3 separate regions of the Gossypium arboreum genome follow, and all the other regions are linked to region 3. Evidence: chromatin contacts called from public Hi-C data. All regions are on one chromosome and are shown on one strand. The core of a region is the stretch at or near the end of the contact, and the rest is flanking DNA. Distances in the headings are between cores, read along the strand shown.

The links. Hi-C and Micro-C count contacts between places; a contact is called where the count stands out from the background.
Region 1: a contact with region 3 is called in a Hi-C map of leaf, with 4 times the contacts expected there. The contact joins the promoter of LOC108453710 here to the promoter of LOC108453243 in region 3. A contact is called at or near these places in 2 of 5 Hi-C or Micro-C datasets (both in leaf).
Region 2: a contact with region 3 is called in a Hi-C map of leaf, with 3 times the contacts expected there. The contact joins the promoter of LOC108453320 here to the promoter of LOC108453243 in region 3. A contact is called at or near these places in 2 of 5 Hi-C or Micro-C datasets (both in leaf).

The regions. Positions count from the first base shown.
Region 1 is chr5:68,077,108-68,081,524 of ASM2569848v2, reverse strand. It overlaps LOC108453710 (DExH-box ATP-dependent RNA helicase DExH15 chloroplastic), which reads right to left and starts at 2,016. Exons shown (of 8, transcript XM_017751979.2): 1 at 1,358-2,016; 2 at 1,100-1,275; 3 at 670-783; 4 at 241-349; 5 at 70-156. The coding sequence starts at 1,840.
Region 2 is chr5:67,862,266-67,866,447 of ASM2569848v2, reverse strand. LOC108453320 (probable galacturonosyltransferase-like 9) reads left to right here and starts at 2,689. Exons shown (of 1, transcript XM_017751349.2): 1 at 2,689-4,182. The coding sequence starts at 3,862. LOC108450833 (pyruvate dehydrogenase E1 component subunit alpha, mitochondrial) reads left to right here. Exons shown (of 8, transcript XM_017748606.2): 4 at 770-865; 5 at 1,002-1,073; 6 at 1,166-1,219; 7 at 1,348-1,413; 8 at 2,224-2,540. The coding sequence ends at 2,268.
Region 3 is chr5:68,362,423-68,366,952 of ASM2569848v2, reverse strand. LOC108453243 (glycosyltransferase family 92 protein RCOM_0530710) reads right to left here and starts at 2,652. Exons shown (of 1, transcript XM_017751238.2): 1 at 295-2,652. The coding sequence starts at 2,312. The coding sequence ends at 495.

The DNA of each region.
Region 1 (4,417 bases), core at 767-3,266, 280 kb after region 3:
GACAACTCTCAAACATCTGAACTAATATCAGTGCTGAAACATATGATATAATAAGACAAGGAATGGTACCTGACTAATCCAACCAGCTAGCTCATCTGGATTAGCAACTGTCGCTGACAAGCATATAAGTTGAACTTCTTTAGGGCAATAAATCACCTGAAAATATTTCAGAACTTGGTGAAAATGTTTTGCCATTGACATTCTAGATATAAATGAGATTCAAAAATCAGATAAACTCACAATCTCCTCCCACACAGTACCCCGAGATATGTCACTTAAATAATGAACCTCATCAAGAACAATCACATCAACATGAAAAAGACCACTCCCAGAAGAAGCCATTCCAACACTGCATCAACATATCCAAAACCGACATGCTTAAAATTACCACTTAACAAGAACATTAAGAAGGAAACTTATGGAGGTAGCAACTTGAAATTGAAACATGAAATACCTAGATGAACGTAGAAATTGCTACCACAAGTTGCAAAGTGATATACCATACTTAATACATAAAAGTATATAATACAGTGACTAATTAATATGCACTAGATACTGGTGCCATTCACATCAAAGCTGCACAAATGTCATGCTTATGCTTTGGAAATACCAAGTACAATTCTTCCACCACTCATACCATGAAATTCTTGAAACTGTTATCCGAAGTACCTATTATACAACATGTTCCGCAGAATCTCTGTAGTCAAGACTAAAATCTGAGCATCCTTGTTGACAGCAGAATCTCCTGTGAGAAGGCCCACATTATTATCCCCAAATGTCTCCCTAAAACAACAAAGATCACTATATCAGCTCGAAGGGTTCATATCACCTATAATTATTTGCACTACAATGTAAGCATGACCCAATCCCACTATTTATAGTGGCAGGGCCCCTTGAAAGTTATTTGGAGCCTGGAGGCCATATGAACTCTACAATTATGGTGAGGTTTAAATTTTAAATTTTAATGCATTAATAGCATGTTTCAACCCAAAACCACTTACAAAGTAATGAAACTTAAAATTATTTGAAAAACATAATAAAAAACGAAAACTATAATTCATTATGCATGTTGAGAGGGGAAGAAAATAGCTCTAATTACCTAAACTGTCGAAACTTTTGATTGGATAATGCCTTAAGCGGGGTTGTATAGAATAACCTCCTCCTCCTGGCTACCGTCGCCACGGCAGCAGCTTCCGCAATTAAAGTCTTTCCGCTGCTGGTGGGCGCTGAAACCACCACAGACGAACCCCTTAAAAACGCTTCTATCGCCATTCTCTTCAAAATACAAGGGCAAGATCATTAGAACTTCAAATTCTTCTTCTTTTTTTCTTTAAAGAACATATTAAAAATAAGGAACCTGAAATTTATCAATGCGAAAATCGTAAATATCAGCGAGTGCATCGACGTCAATCATTTCCTCCCCCAATTCCTTAACTAGATTACAAAGCTTTTCAACTCGTTGCCAAGTGGATTCTTTCTGCCAGTTGGATGAATCCACTGAGATTTCTTTTTCGTTTTCGGTATCGTCTTCATCTTCGTCTTCGCTCGGTTGGACATGGTCGGAAACTTCACCGGAAATGTCTTCGTATTCGTCGTATTCATCCGCAGCTTCAAAATCATCGTCGTCTTCGTCATCTTCGAGTTCCTCTTCAGAGAGTTGGGGCTCAGCGGAGAAGGGAGAGCGAGGGGATTTGAAAGAGAGACGAAAAGAAAGCGGAGAGAAGATGGAAGAAGGGCGAGGGAAAGGTAGGGATTGAGAAATGCAGCGGAAGTGAGGGAATTGGGAGTGTTTGGTTTGTCGGAATAGAGAAGGAAGAGTGAGGATTGAGAGAGTGTTCATGGCGGGAGTTGCTTAGCGTTATTGTAGACCGAGTTACTTACACCACTGGACAATCCATTTGGATACCAACCAATACAAAATTGAACCGCCGGCGGTTTGAATATTTATTTTGTTATATATAAATAACAGAATATCTTTGCTTCGTTTTGTTATCTACTTCAGCCAGCGTTACACTAGATTTTTTTTTGGTATCAGGATTTCTTTACTTCAAAAAAAAAAAAATATATATATATATATATATATTTTATCAAATTATTTCAAAATAAATGAACTACTAAATTACAATGATGAGTAAAGTGTTCATATAGTGATAAATGAATCAGTAAAATGCACAAAGTAATACTTAATAAACAAGTGATCATTAATGGCTTTTAAAACAAATAATATTAGAAATGTATATGTAATTATGTGTACATGAGTTATTGTGTGGTAATGGTGTACAATATAGATTTTGAAAATGTGACAAACAACCTTAAAAGTGCAATGTCCTAGTAAACTTAGTGAAATAGTAGGGGCACAATTAGCATACTAATAAATATGTACATGCTTTGTTTTGAAGACAGTGTTTAGTGTGAAGACAAATATTCATGCCATATAGCATAACACGCAAGTGTATAGTGAGGACCTTAAGTGATTTGGTGTAAGGTTGGTTACAACTTTAGTGCAAATTAGTGTATAGTGTTTGGTTGAAATCTCGAGTATCCAAATGAATTTTGCTAGAGTTTACTAAGGGCTAAATGTTACAATTATTGATAATTGGAAGTAAAATTTCAATGTGAGCTAAAAAAGATATGAATAGAATGGCATTGATGACAAGTGCAAGTAGTGATAGATTAGAAGAAGATTCAATAAGAGAATATTGATGCCAATAGTAATAAGTGAATTAGTGAAATAATAATTCATTAAAAGGGCTAGGTGAACAGCAAGTGAGTAAATGAATTAATAAAAAAGTTATTGCTGGATCTAGTGCCCTAAATGTAATATATTCATTTTGTATACTTGTATTTTTCAAACAAATTGATTTAATAAAAATATTTATAAATTGCATTAGTACCCTTGTATATTATCATCAATGTTTATTACATGCAAAGCAAAATAAAAGCAAATATTGGCTCACTAGTTATCTATAAAACCCCTCGCCCGACCCGGTCGTCGGGTTTAAGTTACAAGGTGCTACAGTTGTTGTTAGAGCAACTACAGTCAATTTATAAAATATTCATATGCACGTGTAATTAAATGCCAAACATATTCATTTATGGATAAACAGTCTCGGAAACCAATTCAGGACCCAAAACTCGATGTTCGCCCGAATCAGTCCAACACAACGGAGTACGACACTTATGACCATACAAAGCCTTATAAGATGCCATCTAAATAGTAGCTTGGAAACTGTTATTATAGGCAAACTCAGTTAGTGGCAGATAATCCTCCCAACTATCTTGGAAATCAATCACGCAACTCCAACACATATCCTCCAGTATCTAAATCACCGTCTCAGATTGACCATCGGTCTAAGGATGGAACGTAGTACTGAAGTCCAACCTTGAACCCAGAGCCTCGTGTAATTTCTTACAGAATTGAGAAGTGAAGCGAGGATCTCTATCGGAAATGATCGAGACAGGGATCTCATGCAGTCTTACAATCTTAGAAATGTACAACTTCGCTAGCTTTTGTAGAGAGTAATCAGCTCGAACCAGAATGAAGTGAGCAGACTTGGTCAATTGATCCACGATGACCCAAACAGAATCCTTCTTAGTGGGTGTCAGGGGCAACCCACTAACAAAATCCATAGTTACTCGTTCCCATTTCCATAAGGGAATCTTGACTGGCTGCAATAAACCCGAAGACAACTGGTGTATAGCCTTAACTTGTTGGCACGTCAGACATCGAGCCATAAAGTCAGTAACCTCACGCTTCAAACTCGGCTACCAGTACAACTCGCGAAGTTCGCAATACATCTTATTACTACCGAGATGAATAGCGTAAGGGCTACTATGCGCCTCCCTCAGAATAGACTGCCTCAGATCAAAATCATTCGACACACAAATCCGACCTCGAAAGTACATAATACCATTACTATTCAATCCAAAATTTGCAGTAGTACCACTCTCAACCTGATAGAATCACACACCTACCGTCTCATCTATTATCTGTTTATCTCGAATCTAATCAATCCAAGTCAGCTTAACTTGTAACTCAGCCAATAAACTCCCATCATCAAATAGACTAAGATGAGCGAACATCGCCCTTAGATCAGACATCGCCCTACAACTCAGAGCATCAGCCACCACATTGGCTTTACCCAGATGATACTCTATCGTGCAATCGTAGTCCTTAAGAAGCTTAATCCATCAACGCTATCTAAGATTCAACTCTTTCTGAGTGAGGAGGTACTTGAGGCTTTTGTGGTCGGTGTAGATAATACATCTCTCACCATACAGATAGTGCCTCTAAGTTTTCAGTGCAAAGACTATAGCAGCTAACTCAAGGTCATGCGTCAGATAGTTAGCCTCATGAGTCTTAAGCTGACGGGACGCATAAGCCACAACCTTACCATCCTATATCAGAATATAACCC
Region 2 (4,182 bases), core at 1,440-3,939, 500 kb after region 3:
GGTTGCAGGGACAACCTGTTTGTCTAAGAAAAAAGAATATTTTGAGGCACAACTGTTATGGAATTTTTTTTTTCATTCCCACATATAAAAGCTAAAAGTAGCAGTACCCTAAAAATAATTGATGCTTATAGGATAACTCAGTAACTTCAAATATGCTTGCTAGACAGAAAAGTACATTAGGTGCTTGCCATGGAAAATTATTCTGTGTCTCTCTATTCTAAATTAATGGGGCATCTGTACCTGGTTTTTGGCTGGGTATTAATTAGTCATTGTTTCAGTTCTTTCTCCCTTCTCTTTTTCAGAAAAATAAATGCTAGTGACTTGTAATTTTAAAGCAAGAAGATTCTGTAAATTATCATCAACTGGAATTTTAGGTCCTTACTTCTGTAACTCACAAATGTGTTTAAAGCTATATTGCTTAAACTCTTCATTTTTCTTGAAGTACTTATTGGCGATGCCCATTTTCAATGCTTATTTGTGAATAGATGACTTATGACGATATGACCCTCCAAGGGGCCCGCAAAATATATAGAAAAACTTCAAAATTCAACATAACCATATCAGACACATACCCGAGTCTGAATGACATAGGTTTAAAGTTGTGAAAAATTTACTTTATACCGAAGATATATGATTCTGAAGTTCATGGATGTTTTTAGTAATGATGAGGCATGTTTATTTGCTTCTACTTCCTGTCGGAAATTTCATGCTACTTTCAATATTTCATTGCATAATTGACATATTTTTTATTCCTGTTGCTTGTGAGCAGATTCTTGAAATGGACACATACAGGTATCACGGCCACTCCATGTCTGATCCTGGAAGCACCTATCGAACACGTGATGAGATTAGTGGTGTTAGACAGGTTGATACACAATTCATGTTACTTTCTCGAGGACTTATTTGTTAAATATTAAATATTTATTCTTGTAATTTAATCAATTTATTCTTGTAATTTAATCAAGTAATACAAAACTGACATTCTAGATGTATGTTTCTAGGAGCGTGATCCAATTGAAAGAATCAGGAAGCTGATATTGTCTCATGATCTAGCTACTGAAAAAGAGTTGAAGGTATTTGAGTCACTTTTGGAACTATCAGCATTCAAATGTTGTTATGTATTGTTTTGGGTAGTGAAAATATCAAAATATGGAAAATATTTCAGGATGTTGAAAAGGAAGTGAGAAAAGAGGTAGATGATGCAATTGCTCAAGCTAAGGTTAGAAATTTTTTGCTGCTTTCATTCTGAGTTTTTTTTTTTTTTAATGAGTTTATTTGTATTTTATGTTTACTGAAGTTTTGTTTAGTTATTTGTGGATACTAAAATTCTTCTTTTTTCCTTTTTAGGAAAGTCCAATGCCTGAACCTTCTGAACTCTTCACAAATGTGTATGCGAAAGGTTTGGGTGTTGAGGTCAGAATCATTTGCTTAAGATATAAATACATTTACAGTATTTGCCTATCATTATCTTCGCTAAGGTTTCTTAATTCAATTCGTCAGTAAATTTTGAATTTTTGCTTACATGATTGCTTACCGTGAGATAAGAACCTTATCCTTCTAGCAAGTCCATTCAACTGATAATAATTTGAAAAGAATGATAAAAAATTGATTTTTAATTAAAACTATTTTTGTAAGTTATTAAATTTGAACTTTTAACTTCTTAGTACCCATATTTATTAAATTAAATACATATTTAGAAATAAAGCAACATTTAGTCTCTTAACTTGTAATTTTTCGCAATTTGATCCTTGAATCATTAGTCCTGGAACTTGATAACTATTCCCAATTTGGTCCCCGAACTTAGATTCCATTAAAGTGATGACATGGTACTCTGAGATCATTACTTGAAAATTTTTTAAAATATATATAAAATCTTGAAAAAGCACAAAGATAATTATTAGAAAAATATAAAATGTTTTAAAAGTTTTTAAAAAAAGTTTAGGCAATGATGTGACATGATTTCGAATCCAAGTTCAGGGACAAATCGGGAAAACCTTTTAAGTTTCAAGACTAATATGGACCAAGAAAAAGTTCAGCGACTAAATGTTCAATAAATAGGTTGCATTTGTGAGAGAAGTAATGCATGAATATTCATATTTAATATTATTTTGTAACTGAATAATCTGATTCAACCTGTTCAATAAATGAATGAATGATCCAAAGGTCACTGGAATGGTCTCTGTCTGATTTAATATTATTGTTATCATTTTGTTTCATCCGCAGTCATTTGGAGCAGATAGGAAAGAAGTAAGAGCTACACTTCCATAGTTTGAGGCTTCTCTGGAGTGAGTTCACTAATTTTTAATTCGTTGCCCACCAATCAATCTTGCAAGACTGAAAAGAAATAAAGCAGCTAGGGAAGGTGATCTGATTTCCCGGCTATCAATTTGATTTTGCACTTCTATTTGTATTTGTATAGAATACTTTATTTGGTTCCTCTCTATAGATTATGGACGGAGTTGTTATGTGTAATGTTGTGGTTTATCCCACGGTTTTACATTACCTATGATTTGATTAAATAGGTTGCATTTCTGAGAGAAGCAATGCATGATTATTCTTTTCTTCAAATGGAGAAGAGCTTTTATGCTCTCTCATTTATAGCTCAAAGGTAAGTTTCGTCAGATTCATTCTTTATTAGCTTTACCTGAAATTAATGATCCATGTCGCTACATGAAAATTGAATCAACGAGGAATCTTTTAATATAATGTTTCCCGAATTTACAAGTCTTAACAGTCAGCAAAGATACGAACATTCACTACTATAAGCAGAGGCAGTACCCGGTTGGCTTGAGTTGCCATATACCTCCGTAGCTTCGTATGTTCCTGTAAGGTGAGTATCAAACCGGTCGTGCTGTTAATCTCATTATTGATAGAGATCTCCAGGGGGTTATTGCTGAAGAAGTCTTTCACACAAGTGGTCACTAACTCCTCGACTGATTTGAATACAAGCCAGTAGCTAGTAGGAAAATCGTGCTCATGGGATACAATTTTGGAATATGGAGAAACCATCAATACCAAGTCCTAATTTAGTAGCGAACCAAACAAGCTGGGCAAAGATGCGGTCCGTGAACATGTGAATGCGATCATAGGTCTCACAGCTCTGTTGGCACGGCACATCCAGTATTAATATATCCTGGTCTTTACTGGGAAGATAGTTTTTCCACAAAGAAAGAGGAAGCTTGCGCGTAGGTGTGTGAGAAATGATTAGTGTGTACTTTGCCTTAACCCCATTCAATAGCTGCCTGCCACTCTAGACCTGTTTATGCAAAGATCGAACGGCTCAGTTTGGGTTTTACTGACAGGGAGTCCTGTTGGCCCCAAGTATCCTTTTTGAACTAAAACGGCTTTAACCCCAACCTCCTTGCTTTTCGGTTGACAGGGGAGGAGGTCCCATTTAGCAAAATGCAGATATATGAACACTTGAAGGATAACAGAATGGAAGAGGGAAAAAAAAAGTTTGTTAAAAAATTATCTCATTTTAAAAGGCCATCAACGTCCCAACCAACGTCCCAACCAACAGAATCTTGATTAAAAAAAAAAAAAGAAAGAAAAATATTTGCCCAAATCTACATATTCCGAAACAAAGCATAAAAAAGGATATTTGAAGAAATCTCCGATGGTGCAACATCCCATTCTTTTCTTCCATCTCCAGTTTCCTCATTTGTCATTTAAAACACAAAAGACCCAACCCTTATGCAGGAAAAAAATCCAAACACTCCTATTGGGTAATAACAATGATCCTTCAATAAGCTGCGTTTTCGCTTACAATGAAGCCGAAGACCATAATCTTCTTATTTTTCGACTGAAAGTTGAAAAGAAACGGTCTCTCTTTTTCTTGGTTTTTTTCTTTTTTGAAGAATAATGCGTTTTATTTTATATGCGGCCGCCCTTTTACTTCTTCATTTCTTGCTCACGGTATGGTTTTGTCTTGCTATTCGGACCACAGTCGGAGGAGATGGGTTGGGGTTCCGGTTTCCGGAGGCACCGTATTACCGTAACGGAGTGGAGTGTCCGGTTTCCTCCGGCGACCGCAATTTAGTCCAAGTGGCAATGACTTTAGACTTTGAATACTTGCGGGGGTCGATCGCCGCCATCCACTCCGTCGTCCGCCACGCTTCGTGTCCTGAAAACATCTTCTTTCACTTCATTGCCGCCGTGTTCGACCCCGCGAGTCCAAGAGTC
Region 3 (4,530 bases), core at 1,403-3,902:
CCATGCATTGTCCATTTAATATATAGAGAATGCAGTTATTCTCTACTTTAAGATAATTGAAAACGTTTTACTTCATGCATTCAAGTTCAGCCTCCTATTATTACTACTATTGTTAATATAATAGAATTGTGAGCTTTTCCTACTTTTATTTGAATTGCTCCCTTTAAATTCATTGAATTGTTTGGTATTGCCCTAGTCTTCATCTTATTTCCTACCCTAATCGTCATCTTATTTGTAGGAAAAACATGAAGATGTAGTATCAGTCAATCATCGATAAACACTCATTAGCTCGGATAGAAATGAAAGAGGGGAAAAAATGTTATTCCATCATCACAAAATTTACAGCCGTGTAAGAACCTATAATCAATAGATCTCATGTCTAAAAAAATCAGATAAAAATGCAAAAGAAAAAAAATGAAAAGAATGTGTTTTGTTGTTGTCATTACACTGTTTCCCATGGGCACCAAGCTTGGAAGCAATCATATTTGGTATTGTTACAGAAGAGACTTCTCCCAGGGTAAGCATCCTGTGGCAGGATCGGCTAAATTTGCTAGGACAAAGTCTCTCAGACCAGTGTCCCAGACTTCGCAGAACTGCTTTCGCCAGTTTGGTGGTTCAATGGCCTCGGTTCCTAGCCCTGGGGCTCGGTCTTTTGACCCCTGGTTCTGGTTTTCTTGCCAGTCAACAACATATGTTGCAACCCTTCTGAAGAACTTTGCTCTAAAGGTCTCCCATACCTGGTACTTGTAGTGGTTTATTATGATAGAACTTTCGGGTACATTCAGGTACCTAAATCCCTTTTTCAGCTGGAAGTGGTGCACCACATTGAGAAGAGTTTCGTTGAGCAAATCAGGGCGTACAATGGATTTGTGTCGCTCAGGGCTTTGGAGCCGGCAAGTGTAACCTACAGTTACTCCTTGCAATGGTGGTGAGCTCAATCCGGATGGTCCAAAGCTGTGACAAGCTGTTCTTATCTCTGCAATCATCCGTGATGACGAGTAATTTGCTACTAGGGATCTTAGTAAATTCTGACCTGGTAACCCTCTCCGGTGATGACGAGGGAAGTAGTAGAACTCATCGACATCGAAGAATCCTACCCATTTACACTCATTTCTTGCTCTCAAAGCACAATGTGAAAATCCTGCCTCTTGAGTTTTAATCCATGGCCAGGTATGTCTGCTAACATTATAGTCTTGAAAATCAAGTTCTTCGATAACATCTTGAATTCCATCATCACTATTATTGTCATAAATGAACCAACGTTCAACTCCGAGCCAGGTATGGTACATAATCCACTCCCGCAGTGCCGGTGCCTGGTTCCAGAGCATGGTGCAGGCACAAAGCTCGAATTTCCCGTCATTCCTTTTTGTCTGGTAAGACTTCGAATTGTATAGTTTAGCTACAGAAGGCATAGCAATGTTCTCCTTATGCCTCATCCGATTCCTCCTGTAATCATAGGATCTGGAATTGCGAAATCTAACTGCAGATGGCATCCGTACAAGTTTGACATCATTCCTGCTGGCAAGAACAACTGTAACTCGAATCCCCTGAGCCGAGTCCGGATTATTTCTTATACTGCTGGGCAATGAACACCTAACCACCTCCTGTGCAGCCACTATTGCTTCAGTCAATACCACAAACCCTTCATCTTCTTCATCCGAATTCTTCAAACCAAATTGGCACATGAACCTATTCGGATCAGATTCTTTATGTGGTCGAAGATTCAACCCTTTAGCGAAAACAACGGCAGTTTTCCCATCGAATGCCGCTTCATAAACCAATCTATCCCACGAATGAACCGTCCGATTACTCCTCAAAGACAAACTATAATCAACCCCATGTCCTCGCCACATCAAACCCGCAGCAACCGAGTAATTCCATGCTGGAAGAGGGCACCTAACAACCGATCGAAATCCATCGAATTCATCCACAGACAAAACCCGTTGACGAACAACATCCTTATGATTCAAAACCTTGTGGTAAACACAGTCCAACTTTTCAGCTTCATCGATCTTGTCGGATACAAGCAGGAGCAAGTGATCGGGGAACAAAACTCGGTCTTCGACGCTCAAAGGAAACCGTAACTTAGCATGAAAAGAATCTTGAAGGGAATTTTTGGAGAGGATAGAAAGACTGGGGACGCTCACAACTGGGTGAAACGACACCGTTCGGATCGGGAACCTCTCCGAAGACAAGAACATGAGGAAAACGAAGAAAGAAAGGCACAAGATTAAGGACCTCCGTGACAAAAACTGAGCTCGGGTGTAGGGCCTGTAGATCCTCTTCCGCTTCAAACGCTGCTCCGACTCCATATTTTTTCGGAAATCCAAAATACAAATCCGAAGCCAAGAAAGAATAATAATAAAAAAGAGAGATGTGAGGAAATGATGAGTGGAGTTCTTGGGAGGGCTCAGATCTGGAAGGGGCCTCGCCTGAAGCAGTAGCGACACGCGTTAATGGCAGCCGTCAAAGCACTGAGTGGGGGAGACAGACAGAGAGGTAAGCTTTTTCTTTTTCTTTTTCTTTTTCTATTTGGTTTGCTATGAATTTCTTTTTAATAGACGGTTTATTTATTTATTTATTTGGTCTAAGACAATGGACAGGTGGTTATGCTCAATCATAGATGTTCAAAGGTGATGTGCTGTGTTGGTCTTCCTTTTCTTTCCTTTCTCCTCTTTTTATTTTTATTTTTGTTTTTATATTCTTTTATAGAATCTTTTAAATTTATTTAATTCGTGTTTATAAATTAATTTTAGTTTATATTATTTTTAATTATTAATTCTAGGCATAATGTCAAATTTTGTCTTTAATATTTTATTTTTTGAAGTTAAATTTGTTCCTTAATTTTTAAAAAAAATTTAATTTAATTATCAAGCTTTTAGAAAGTGTTAAATTATTTTTTAATTGAAAATATTTATTAAAATATTAAATTCTTAAACGTGACAATTTGAATGGTAATCAACATCAAAATTTTCCATTTTTATGAATATTTTGAATTTTAAATATTTTTAATTATTTTTGACATGGTATATAAAATAAATAGTATTATATTAGCTTGAAAGAATATTTGAATTGTTATGTAAGTTGTTAATTTACGTTAACATTGTTAAAAAATTAATATTTTAGTAACATTTTGTTTAAAAAGTGATTTGACTATTTTTAAAATGTTAAAGGTGAAATTTAATTAAAAAAGATAAAAGTCAAATTAATTAAATGATTAAGCTTTAATTTTAAAATACTTTCCTAATAAGGTATTTTCTATTCTTATTTATCTTTTATGATACGGTTAAAAGACAATAATTTTAGATAAAATTTACTTTTTAAATAAAGTTATTATAATATTTATGGGACACTTAGAAGGCATACGAGATAAAAGGCTTAGTAACCTTGAATTACTTAAGCTGTCAATTTTATTTTATTTCATAAAAAATTAATATATATATATAATGTTTGATAATATGCCACATTTCATGTTTTAATTTATTAGTATAAATTGAAATATATAATTTATTATGGAGTTATAGTTTTAAATACGATACAAATCTAATAAAAAGATTAATATTTAATGTATTAACTGTATACACTAATAACAAATTAAATAATGATTATATTATAATTTTATAGTATAATTTTAAATAAGTTATAGAATTATGCAGTTTAAATATAAATTTTAATAAAAAAAGATATGAAATGACAACACTTTTAAGCATAATAATCATATTTATATTTACCACAGGATATATATGCTTTTATCCACCGATTCTGATGATAACGTTTAAGCGTGTTTCCTAGCATTTGGTATTTAAACATTAAAGTCGGTAAAAGCATATGCATACCATTCACCCTTACACGCATTCTTTACACGTTTCATTCTTTTCTTTCTTTCTTTCTTCTTTCTTCTTTCAGTATAAAATATATTTATTAATTTGTCGTTTTATGTTTGTTATGAAGTTTCCTTTCATTTATCGTTCAAAAAAAAAAAAAAAGTTTCCTTCCATTTTACTCAACACTTTTGGGGCTTAAAGGCAACAAACTTGGGAAATAAGGGATTAAGTAATTCTTTTATTCAGTATTAAAGTTTTTCATTATACAAAACTTAATAGAATCGGTTTAAAATTTAATTTACATAATTTATGTTATTAATTTAAAAAAACTATTAATTAATCATTATGAAAATAAATCTATTTTTCAACCTTATTTTATCACTCAAATGAACATGAAGAGAGAGAGGGTCCAACTGAATATAGTAAGGGTAGAAAATTTCCCCTTTCCCAGACCTCACCTTCAAAAAAATAAAAACGTTCATTTGTCTTTTACTTTCTAACTTGACTTATTTCTCAATACAATATCCTGCCATATGGTGGTCTAACCAGATCTTGTTAATTCATTAATATATAAATATTAGATTAACCCTTTTTTTTATGTTTTTCTTAATAATGTTTGGGAAGTAATGACATAAGATCAATGTATTCTTTTTTATATATATAAAAAAAAATGACTTTATCATCATGTGATAAAGAAAGAGTCCAA